Linked DNA regions of Mus musculus: all the other regions are linked to region 1. Evidence: chromatin contacts called from public Hi-C and promoter capture Hi-C data. All regions are on one chromosome and are shown on one strand. The core of a region is the stretch at or near the end of the contact, and the rest is flanking DNA. Distances in the headings are between cores, read along the strand shown.

Region 1 (3,155 bases), core at 174-2,673:
GGAAATCACAAGTCTAGGGTTAGGTGTGGTAGTGTACACCTTTAATCTTACCATTCAAGAATCAGAGGCAATCGATCCCTGTGAGTTCAAGGCCAGTCAGGGCTGTTATACAGAGAAAACCTGTGTGGGAAATGGAGGGTCAGGAGAGGAAGGAAAGGAAGTCACAAGGCTAGATATTGAGAATATTGATTGGAGCCAAGCCCTTAGTGTGCTTCAAGCCAGTTTTCTGTACCCAGGCCTGCATGCTTACCAAGCAATTTACATTGGGCTCTACCTACAGTCCTGTTTTTTTTTTTTGCCAGTTCTGGAAATGAAACCCAGGATCTTACAGGTGCCTAGCAAGAACTCTTAGCTTTAAGCTGCATTCCTAACTCAGAAACCTGTTTTACCATATTTTAAACTGGTGTCTTTAAATGGACAACATCAAAAGACAGAAAGCCAAACCAACCAAACAAAAGCCAACAACGAAGAACAAAAACAAGCAAACAAAAATCCCAAATTAAACTGTGTATACGTTGAGGACACAACTTCCGGAGATCGGTTCTCCCTCCACCACGTGGGTCCCAGAGATGGAACTCAGGTTTGGCAGCAAGCACCTTTACCAGTTGAGCCATTTCACTGTAGCCCTGGGCATACGTTTTAACATCTTTTCCCCACCCTTGTTTTGCAGATGGTAAAATAGACATGTGAGGTCAACTTCACATGAATTTAGTTTCTAAGAACACTGGAGAATTTATAAAAATAATCACATACTTCCATGTATTGATGGTTCACTTTACACTACATGACTGTCAAACTGGTCATAGCTAGAACTGGGTGCGTGGCTCAAGTTTTAATAACAGTTTGAAGAGCAGGATGACAGGTGGAAGCAAGAAGGCACGAGGACACCAAGGTTAGAGGACTTCTTTAACAGGAAAAGAAAGCCTCTCCCGGGCAGGCTCCCTAACGGGAAGGGCCTCGGTGTCTCGGAGAAGCCTCACTTCCTTCGTTCTCAGGTGAGTCTGATCCTTCCAGTCCCTCCCAGCGGAAGAACCTAATGCCTTCGGGCAGTAGATTAAGGGTCAGGGCACCTCCTTCCCATTCCGGGAGAAGAAAGGCAAACCACACAGCCAGCCTGTAGTGTCGTGGAGACGACTACAGCGAAGGGCTCGATCCGCCTGGCCCCGCGCCCCCGGGGCCTGTCAGACCCTCCACGCCCGCCCAACCCCATTCTTCGGTCTCAACTTACCAGGTGGGAGCTACGGTCTCTGGTCTGGGGCGCGGGAAGCGCGTCCCGTCGGATCTGCCTCCGCCGCGCTTCTCACAGCCGCTGCACGGAGGAGGCTGAACCCCTGCGGCCGCAGCCGTCGCCACCGCCTCTGTTGCCGGGGGGTCTCGCCTCCATCGCTGGCTGCGAGGGCGCTGAGGGCACGTGACCGGAAACGCCGGGGCGGGCCTCCGGAGCACGTGACCACCACCGCGGCCGCCATGACACCTTCCGCTAGCTCCCGCCCTCCCCCACCGATTCCCGCCTGTTTCGCTTCTCCTCCTCCGGTCTCGAGCGGCGGAGAGTTTCGGGGATTCGGCTTGGCTCGCCTTTCTCCCTAGAGAGCATCCGGTCCGGCTCCGTGGTGCGTCGTCGGCCCGAGGCGGCTCCCAGACTGCAGGCCGCAGGGAGCGGAATCGCGACCCGCGGCTGGAGGGGGAGGGAGCACGCGCGGGGAGGGGCGTGATCGTCACGTGACGAGGAAGTGCCGTTAACAGCGCTTTCCTCCGGTCCCTGGCGCCCCTGGATGACGTTGCCAGGGAGGGGGCGGGGTGACAGGGTGTGTGAGGTTCAGGTTCCGCTGTCAAGGGGTGTTGAGTGTCTGTGGAGCCTGCTCGGTGAAAGCGATCGCTGGTCTCTGGGGGGGGCGGAACTCGGCCCGCTAGTCAGCCTGAGGTTCTGTGAACCTGGCTTGGAAAACCTGCTTCCTGGACTTCTCCAGAGTGACAGCTGCGGTTTAAAGTCATAAAAGTTAGCTGTGATTGACGGGAGCTCCTTGTGGTCAGGGACTTGGTCTGCTGCGCATCCTTCATCTCCAGCAGCGCCTCCAGGGCCTAGAACACGGTAGGCACTTAGAACGTTGAATGAATGAATGCATGCAAGCATGAGCGAGTCGTTAAGTTTTCTGAGGTAGAGTTTCCTGATCATTATTGGATAAGGAAGTTCCTATTGTGGAAATAAAGTCTATTAACTCCCCTTTGCATAATTTCTTCAATCGTTGTTACTTTGCGTCTTTCGAGCCTTTCCTTCCACGCACCTTGTGGGATTAGATACACCATGGTTTGCTTTGGCTTTGTGAGCAGCAATCACTGTCTACCACTCTTGAATTATAAAAATAATCTTGGGAAGTGAGAAAGATGTTTCGATCTCACATAAATTCTACTTTCATTTATTATTGGGGGAGAAGGTGGCATGGCACCGCAGTTTTTTTGTTTGTTTGTTTTGTTTCTGTTTTTTTTGTTTGTTTGTTTTGTTTCTGTTTTTTTGTTTTGTTTTGTTTTGTTTTCTCGAGACAGGGTTTCTCTGTGTAGCCCCGGCTGTCCTGGGACTCACTCTATATACTTGACTGGCCTGGAACTCAGAAATCTGCCTGTCTCTGCCTCCCAAGTGCTGGAATTAAAGGTGTGCTCCACCACTGCCCGGTTGACACCTCAGCTTTTTGTAATTGGTTCTCTCCTATCTTTCTGTGAGTTCTTGGGCCCCTGGGATCACCAAGCATAGCAATAAACCATTTCTTGGGCCCTCCTCTTCCTCCTCCACGTTTGCCTTTATCATTATTATTATTATTATTATTTTTAGCATTGTGACCCTTGGGAAAGCCAACCTTTTAAAAAGATGGTAGATGTTCACTGATTTGCCATCTTCTAAGAAGCTAGCATTTTAAAGTTTTTTCTTCCTAGTAGCACACAGAGGTAATGTTTAAGCTCAGTTTTTTAGAAAACTTATTGGTTGAGAATATTTAATGAACCGCATAATTAAGGCTCCAGAAATTCACATTTATGGACAGAAGAAGGAAGGGAAGAGTTCAGGATAGCTGAATAATAGGGTAAGATGGGAGAGGAAGCTTAGAAAAGAAGAGATGAGATCACATTTGCTTTTAACGAGTACTAGCTAGAAGTCAGTTTTAAGT
Region 2 (3,155 bases), core at 426-2,925, 2.2 Mb after region 1:
ATCTATCTCTGACCTGGAAGCCAACCTGGTGTACATAGAGTTCTAGGACAGCTAGAATGGCGAGACCATGCTTTTAAAAGGGGGTGGGGGTTAAACCAGGTAGTGGTGGTATGCACTTCTAATCCTAGCACATGGGAGGCAGAGGCCTTGGCCAACTCTCTTAGGAGATGAAGGCCAGCCTGGTCTACAGAAGCAGTTCTAGGACAGCCATGGCTACACAAAGAAACCCTGCCTTGCAAAACAAACAAATCAACAAGAACAACAGTGGCCGGGCGGTGGTGGCGCACGCCTTTAATCCCAGCACTTGGGAGGCAGAGGCAGGCGGATTTCTGAGTCCGAGGCCAGCCTGGTCTACAAAGTGAGTTCCAGGACAGCCAGGACTATACAGAGAAACGCTGTCTCGAAAAAACCAAACCTAAACAAAACAAAACCAAAACAACAACAACAAAAAACAAAACAAAACAAAACCAAGAACAACAGCAACAAAAGTTAAGTAAAAGCAAGAATTTGTGCTTAATAAAGATTCCCAACTGTCCATAAGTGGGGAGTGCGGAGAAACAATCTCTGAATGTTTTCCATCTGAGATTCACACAAGTATTTCAATCTTTTGTGAAAAAGCTGGTATTATTACTTTTATGGGAGAGGGGTTGAGGCTACTTGTTTATTCACATTTAGCTGATGGCCAGGTCTCACTTCCTAGCTCAATTTGGCTTCCAACTAAAAGCAATCCTCTTGCCTTGCCTGGGTCTGTTTGCTTATTGCAGGCATGGGTCTGCACCCAATTTGCCTTTTTTATATTTACTTCTTCCTATTATGAAGCTGAATGCAAAAATAAATTCTTGTATAAAAAAGTTCCTGGGCTGGAGAGATGGCTCAGCAGTTAAGAGCACCAATTGCTTTTCTGAAGGTCCTGAGTTCAAATCCCAGCAACCACATTGTGGCTCACAACCATCCGTAATGAGATCTGATGCCCTCTTCTGGTGTGTCTAAAGACAGCTACAGTGTACTCACATATACATAAATAAATAAATCTTAAAAAAAAAAAAAAAAGTTCCCGAGGCGGGGACATCAAGAGAGTCCAAAGTGAACAAGATCCAGAATCAGGACATGTGAGGAGGAGGAGAAGGAGAAGGAGAGAGAGGCGAGCCAGGAGAGTAAAGGACCCAGTAACCAAATCGGCTGGATTATAAAGGGAAGGGCAGCCCAAGCCCTGAGCTGGAGAAGTTTAAGGTATGAAAAGCCTTTAAGCTTTTTAGGCTTAAAACCATCCTGTAACCATCTTGCCATCTCCAAATTTAAAATATTTAGAACCAACATACAGGGCTGGAAGAGGAGCTGCTACCGCAATAATGGGGAGGTAAAGGCAACAGGCTCAGAAGTTTAAGGCCACCCTTGAAATAAGAGATCCTGTCTCAAAATCAAGACAAAAATTTTTTTAAAAAGCAGCCATGCAGCACCGCTACAAAAGTAGAGAACTTTAAACTACTCAAAAAGGTTAAAACCTGCTTCGTTAGCCACCTGCGAAAAGAAACGAAAGAACTTTCCGGAACTTTTTTCTGAGTCCCAGAGGGGAACTACCAGAAGAAATAAACTTCCGGTGTGCCACTTCCGGCCGAGGCCTCACAGTCGGTGGCGCCCTGGCAGACCGGAAGTCTGTCACCTTTCCCGGTCCGCCTACTTCCGGAAGTGACGCGCAGCGGGGTTGCCGGAAGAAGTGGCGAAGTTACTTTTGCTTTTCGCTCAGCAAGCGCTGTTGCTTCGAGCTACTCCCAGGCTTCTGAAGTTACTTCCAAAGTGCTGTGGAGGCACAATCACCGGTGCGGACACAGAGGCAAGTGCGCCGGGCGGCCGGGCAGGTGGGACTGAGCCCGGTACGCGGATCGCCGTGGGTCCCGCTTAGCGCGCGCATCCTTCCCTCACTTTCCTCGCAGCTCTCGCCTCCCACGGCCGTTTCCAGGGCAACAGAGTCGGAGACCCCCTGCGACCCCCCTCCCGATCGCCGGTGCAGTCATGAGCCCCGCCTCCCCCTGGTGCACGGAGAGGGGCGGGGCCTGGAACAAGGTGGGCGTGACTCTACGGGGCGGGGCGTAGGGAAAGCCTATGGTTGGTGGGCGGGGGCGGGACACAGATGGGCAGAAGGCCTGCTGTAGATAGTCTGTGATTAAAGGCTTTTGATTCTTGGGGCGGGGCCTAGACCACTGTTGGGGGGGATTGGGAGGGGCAGAGGCATGGAGGGCGTGGCACAGTGAAGACCTATAATTGGCTTTGGGGGAATGAGAGGGGCGGAGCCTAGGAGGAACGGGGCGGAATTTGGGTTTCTGCTCCAGAGTGGGAAGGGGTGGGGCCAGGGACTTGATGGGATGGGTAGGGTCTGGGGTCTGTATTGGGGTGCGTTAAAGCCTTGAAGGAGCCTATGGTAGAAGGGTAATGGTTGCGCCCTGATGGGAGAGGCGGGGCAAAGTTAGGATCTCCCATGATAAGAGCACAGTTGGTGCTCACAGAAGAGGAATAGAGTTGTTGGGCTCTCTGAGGTCATGATTCGTAGAGAGGTGGAAGGAGCAGTGGGCCGGGTTGGGCATGTTAAAGTGTGTGATGTTTATTAGGAACTAGGGCTGGGAGTGGGGGCTCAATATAGAAGTTAAAAACACTGAGGTGTGGCACAGTCTTGTAATGGCAGCACTTGAGAGGCCGAGGCAGGAGTGCGGAAGATCCCAGGACAGCCTAGAGTAGTGTGTTCCAAGATTTTGGAGGTGGTTCAAGCTGTTCAGCCACATAGTTCGGGTAGCCTGAGCTGTATGAGATCATGTCTCAAGAGTCCGTGAGCACTGGAAGAAGAGACACCCCTATTATGCCCTGTAATTGGCTGGCTCCCCTATGTTCAGCAGGCTGCTTCGTGACCCACTATGTCTTCCCCCACAAGTTCTCTGGACACTCCCGTGCCTGGTGAGTGACGGGCTTTCCCTAGCCAGCCCCTTCCACAGTGTTGGAGAAGCTCACTGTCCTGTCTTCCTTTTCCTAGGGAATGGTTCTCCTCAGCCCAGTACCTCCGCCACGTCACCCACTATTAAGGAAGAGGGGCAGGAGACTGATCCTCCTCCAGGCTCTGAAGGGTCCAGCTCTGCCTACATCGTGGGTGAGATGGGGAGACAGGAACA
Region 3 (3,155 bases), core at 284-2,783, 2.0 Mb after region 1:
AAACAACTCTCACGGTACCCAGTTGAGGCCCTAGTATTTACAGACTCTCTGAGAAGTTCCCAGAATTCCAAACGTCACACAGTTGTAGAAACTATGTGCAGCTGGCAAAATCATGAGCTGCTGGAGCAGGAGGCAAAGCTTAGTCAGCTGCGGAGAAGCAGCCCCATAGCCCCACTCCTGGGATTGAAACAAAAACATATTCTTATATTTCTGTGTTTTTTTTAAAGAAATGAAAATTCCAGAATTTTCACTACAGTTATGTGCATATGAACCCGTGTGAAGGCCAATCCCTAATTCCCTAGAACTAGGGTTACAGGCAGTCATGAACTGGGAACCAACTTGAGTCCTCCGGAAGACAGTAAGCACTCAAATATTGAACCAACTCTCCAGTCCTTAGGCAGGGCTGGATTCTTTTTTTAAAGACAGTGTTTCATGTAGCTTAGGCCGACCTTGAACTTTTGATCCCCCAGCATTTGAAACTTACCCAAGCGTACATCCAGCTTTAATTAAACTGAGGTGCCCATTACTATGTAGTCCATCCTGGGCTGTCCTGGAATTCACTATTCTCAAAAATCCTCCTGACTCAGCCTCCCAAGTGCTAGAACATTGCTGAGTTTAGAGCTACTCCTAGGGGAGGTGGCAGTTCGGGTATATAATACAATAAGTGTCTGTTGCACAGATCCTTGCATACAGTAAGTGCTCGGATCTTGAGTGTTGAGGTCTCCTGTCTAAGGCTGCACATTCAGTTCCGACTACTGATACTCAAGTCGGCTTTTATTATGCACCCATTTGTTTAGTTCATTTATCCTACGTATGACCATCAGCTTGCTACCATCTATGCTCCTGTTGCAGGAACGCAGCACAGCAGAGTACCAAAGGCTAAATTCCACAGGTGTGGGACTAACACTTCCCTAAGTAGCAGAGACTGGACCGGGCCCCACAATCCCAAAGAAACCAGTGACGAGGTACCCGTGGAGGCGGAGGCGGAGTGTCTGACATTCCTCACAGGCTCCGCCCAACACCTTCCCAGCAAAACAGAGGAAGTGGGTGCTCCCCCCACTCCCGCCCCCGAACCCCAGCCTTGGTCGGCCTCCGCCTTCCTCAGGCAGTGACGTCACAGGCTGCCGGGCGAGCGGCTCCTCATCACTGTACTTGTGAAAAAGCCGTGGGCGCCGGGGTTTCTCACGGCCCGGACTCTCACTCCGATCCGGAGCAGAAACTTGGACTCACCTTTACAGTTGCCCCGCAGAAACTTCCGGGGAGGGAGGGTGAAGGAGGGGCTGCGCGCGCATCCCCCACCGGCCGTGCGACAGCAGCGAGCAGACGCGGCCTATTTCCTCTAATACAGGGCATCCGGACAAGCTGTGCCCTGCTGGAAACTCCATTTCCCAGAAGCCTGAGCGACACGCCTGATTAGTCCATCCCCCTAATTGCTCACCGTTATTCGGCCTTCTCTGGGGCGGGCTTTTCCTTCTACTGCGCATGTCTGACGTCAATCTTGATGAAATACGTGACAGCCACCAATCAAAGGTCCTGTTGTCATTTTTAAACTCTCCTTGCTTCTGTGCTCTCTCTGTAATCTCAGTTTTGCCTTCAAACTGTATCTATGGCAACCCGCTGTCACCTCCAAATGGAATTTTCGGGGTGTAGAAGGTGAAAGTAGTCCTATAACAGGGTAGTGGGCCATCCAACCTTGGTGTCACTTAGCCATGAATCTGTTTCCTCTCTACTTCCTAGAGGGCTCAGTGGGTGGAGACCACAGGTGGTGGGTCCTGGAATTTGGCGCGGAGTTACCTGGGTGGGATAAATTTGAGGAGAAGTTTCTGGAACCGGAACTTCCTCGGAGGAATTTCCCCCTGTACTCTGAGGGAGCCCTCCTCATGAGGAGTTGGGTTTTCTTGGGATCCTGGAAAGCATATGTTCTTTGGGTTGCCAGCCATGCTGAGGTACGGAGACACGGAGCCATGCCGAGGTACGGAGACTAAGCCCAGGCGCCCATGGCCTTAGTCCTCTGTGGCCGGGGTGGGAGGCCCTGACAGAATGCTGAACCCTTGAGTGCTCACAGCCGGGCGTAGGCCCGGCTCTTAAGCGGGGGTTTCCTCTCGCGACCAATACCTACAATAATGGCCCAGAGACATCTATTGCTTCAGTTTCGGGGTATCAAACCCCCTCTTGGGCTTCTAAAGGCACTTAGGTGTACACACATAGCACTTTGAAGCAGTCATAAACAAATTTAAAAGGAAAGATTATTTGTATCTATTATTTGAGCATCTCAAATATATACTGTTATGTTCTATTTAAAAAGCCAGGGAAGCCAGGGATATGTTTGGTAGGGCGAGGTATGGTGCTGGGGAAGGGGGTGCCTCTGCGGGCCCATGCTGAGGCATCCCTTCCCCTTGAGGTACCAACCACAGTGGGTATAGTGTAGAATAGAGTTTATTTAGGGCATGGGGAGGGGAGTTGAGAGGTAGTAGAGACAGAGAAAGGTAGGGAGAGGGAGTAGAGGCCGGCCATGAACACGTGTAGAGAGAGGGGAATAGGGCAAGAAGGGACAGAGAAGGAAGAGAGTGTGGGGACTGAGGGGCAAGCAGCCCCTTTTATAGTGAGTCAGGCATACCTGGCTTTTGCCAGGTAACTGTGGAGTGGAGTGTAGAAGAAATGCTAACATTCCTTTGTTTTGGTTTAATTTTAAAAAAGGAAAAATTAGAAAGAGGCAACGGTGAAGCAAAAAATAGGGTCATCATGATCTTTAGCTAACTTTCTGTTGTTATTGGGGCAGTGTGTCTCTGGGAAACCTAAGAAGATGGGGGTGGGGATGTTGGTGAAGTCTTAGGAGAATTGGCTGTGTCCTTGCTGCTCAGGGTCTGTGGAACCAACTGTGGATAGATCAGAAGGAGCAGGTCCAGTAGAAGTATCTGTGGCTGTAAGAGAAAATTGGAGCATCTATGGGTTGTTTCTCTGGAGCTGTCTTATGTGTAGATTTTGAGTAAACGCTTGGATTTGGCAAGATGCTGAAACACACACACACACACACAGGAGGTAGAGAATAAAGTTAAGTACGTTTGGGAGAAAAAAAATTAGGTCTTTGGGGTAAGAGGAGTCCCAATCCCAGGAACAGGAGAGCAATCTCACCCTCTGGAATAGGTAGCCAGTGA

What was found. A called contact is a pair of places that touch in the nucleus more often than the background predicts. Capture Hi-C pulls out chosen DNA fragments and counts their contacts.
Region 2: a Hi-C map of CD8 T cells shows a contact between it and region 1, with 5 times the contacts expected there. The contact joins the promoter of Nr1h2 here to the promoter of Gtf2h1 in region 1. A contact is called at or near these places in 3 of 39 promoter capture datasets (hippocampal neurons, liver and maxillary cranial neural crest), 2 of 484 Hi-C or Micro-C datasets (B cells and CD8 T cells), 2 of 115 datasets of contacts at active chromatin or transcription factors (double positive thymocytes and embryonic stem cells) and 1 of 9 other capture datasets (adipose tissue).
Region 3: a promoter capture Hi-C map of adipose tissue shows a contact between it and region 1, with 2.2 times the contacts expected there. The contact joins the promoter of Zfp473 here to the promoter of Gtf2h1 in region 1. A contact is called at or near these places in 2 of 39 promoter capture datasets (cranial neural crest and pre-B cells), 1 of 484 Hi-C or Micro-C datasets (B cells), 1 of 115 datasets of contacts at active chromatin or transcription factors (astrocytes) and 1 of 9 other capture datasets (adipose tissue).

Annotation. Positions count from the first base shown.
Region 1 is chr7:46,794,362-46,797,516 of GRCm38.p6, reverse strand. Gtf2h1 (general transcription factor II H, polypeptide 1) reads right to left here and starts at 1,423. Exons shown (of 15, transcript NM_008186.4): 1 at 1,229-1,423. Hps5 (HPS5, biogenesis of lysosomal organelles complex 2 subunit 2) reads left to right here and starts at 1,636. Exons shown (of 23, transcript NM_001005247.2): 1 at 1,636-2,089.
Region 2 is chr7:44,552,485-44,555,639 of GRCm38.p6, reverse strand. It overlaps Nr1h2 (nuclear receptor subfamily 1, group H, member 2), which reads left to right and starts at 1,675. Exons shown (of 10, transcript NM_001285517.1): 1 at 1,675-1,831; 2 at 1,932-2,061; 3 at 2,886-2,943; 4 at 3,020-3,133. The coding sequence starts at 2,904.
Region 3 is chr7:44,746,727-44,749,881 of GRCm38.p6, reverse strand. Zfp473 (zinc finger protein 473) reads left to right here and starts at 1,533. Exons shown (of 5, transcript NM_001289836.1): 1 at 1,533-1,972. Vrk3 (vaccinia related kinase 3) reads right to left here and starts at 1,253. Exons shown (of 15, transcript NM_133945.1): 1 at 1,231-1,253.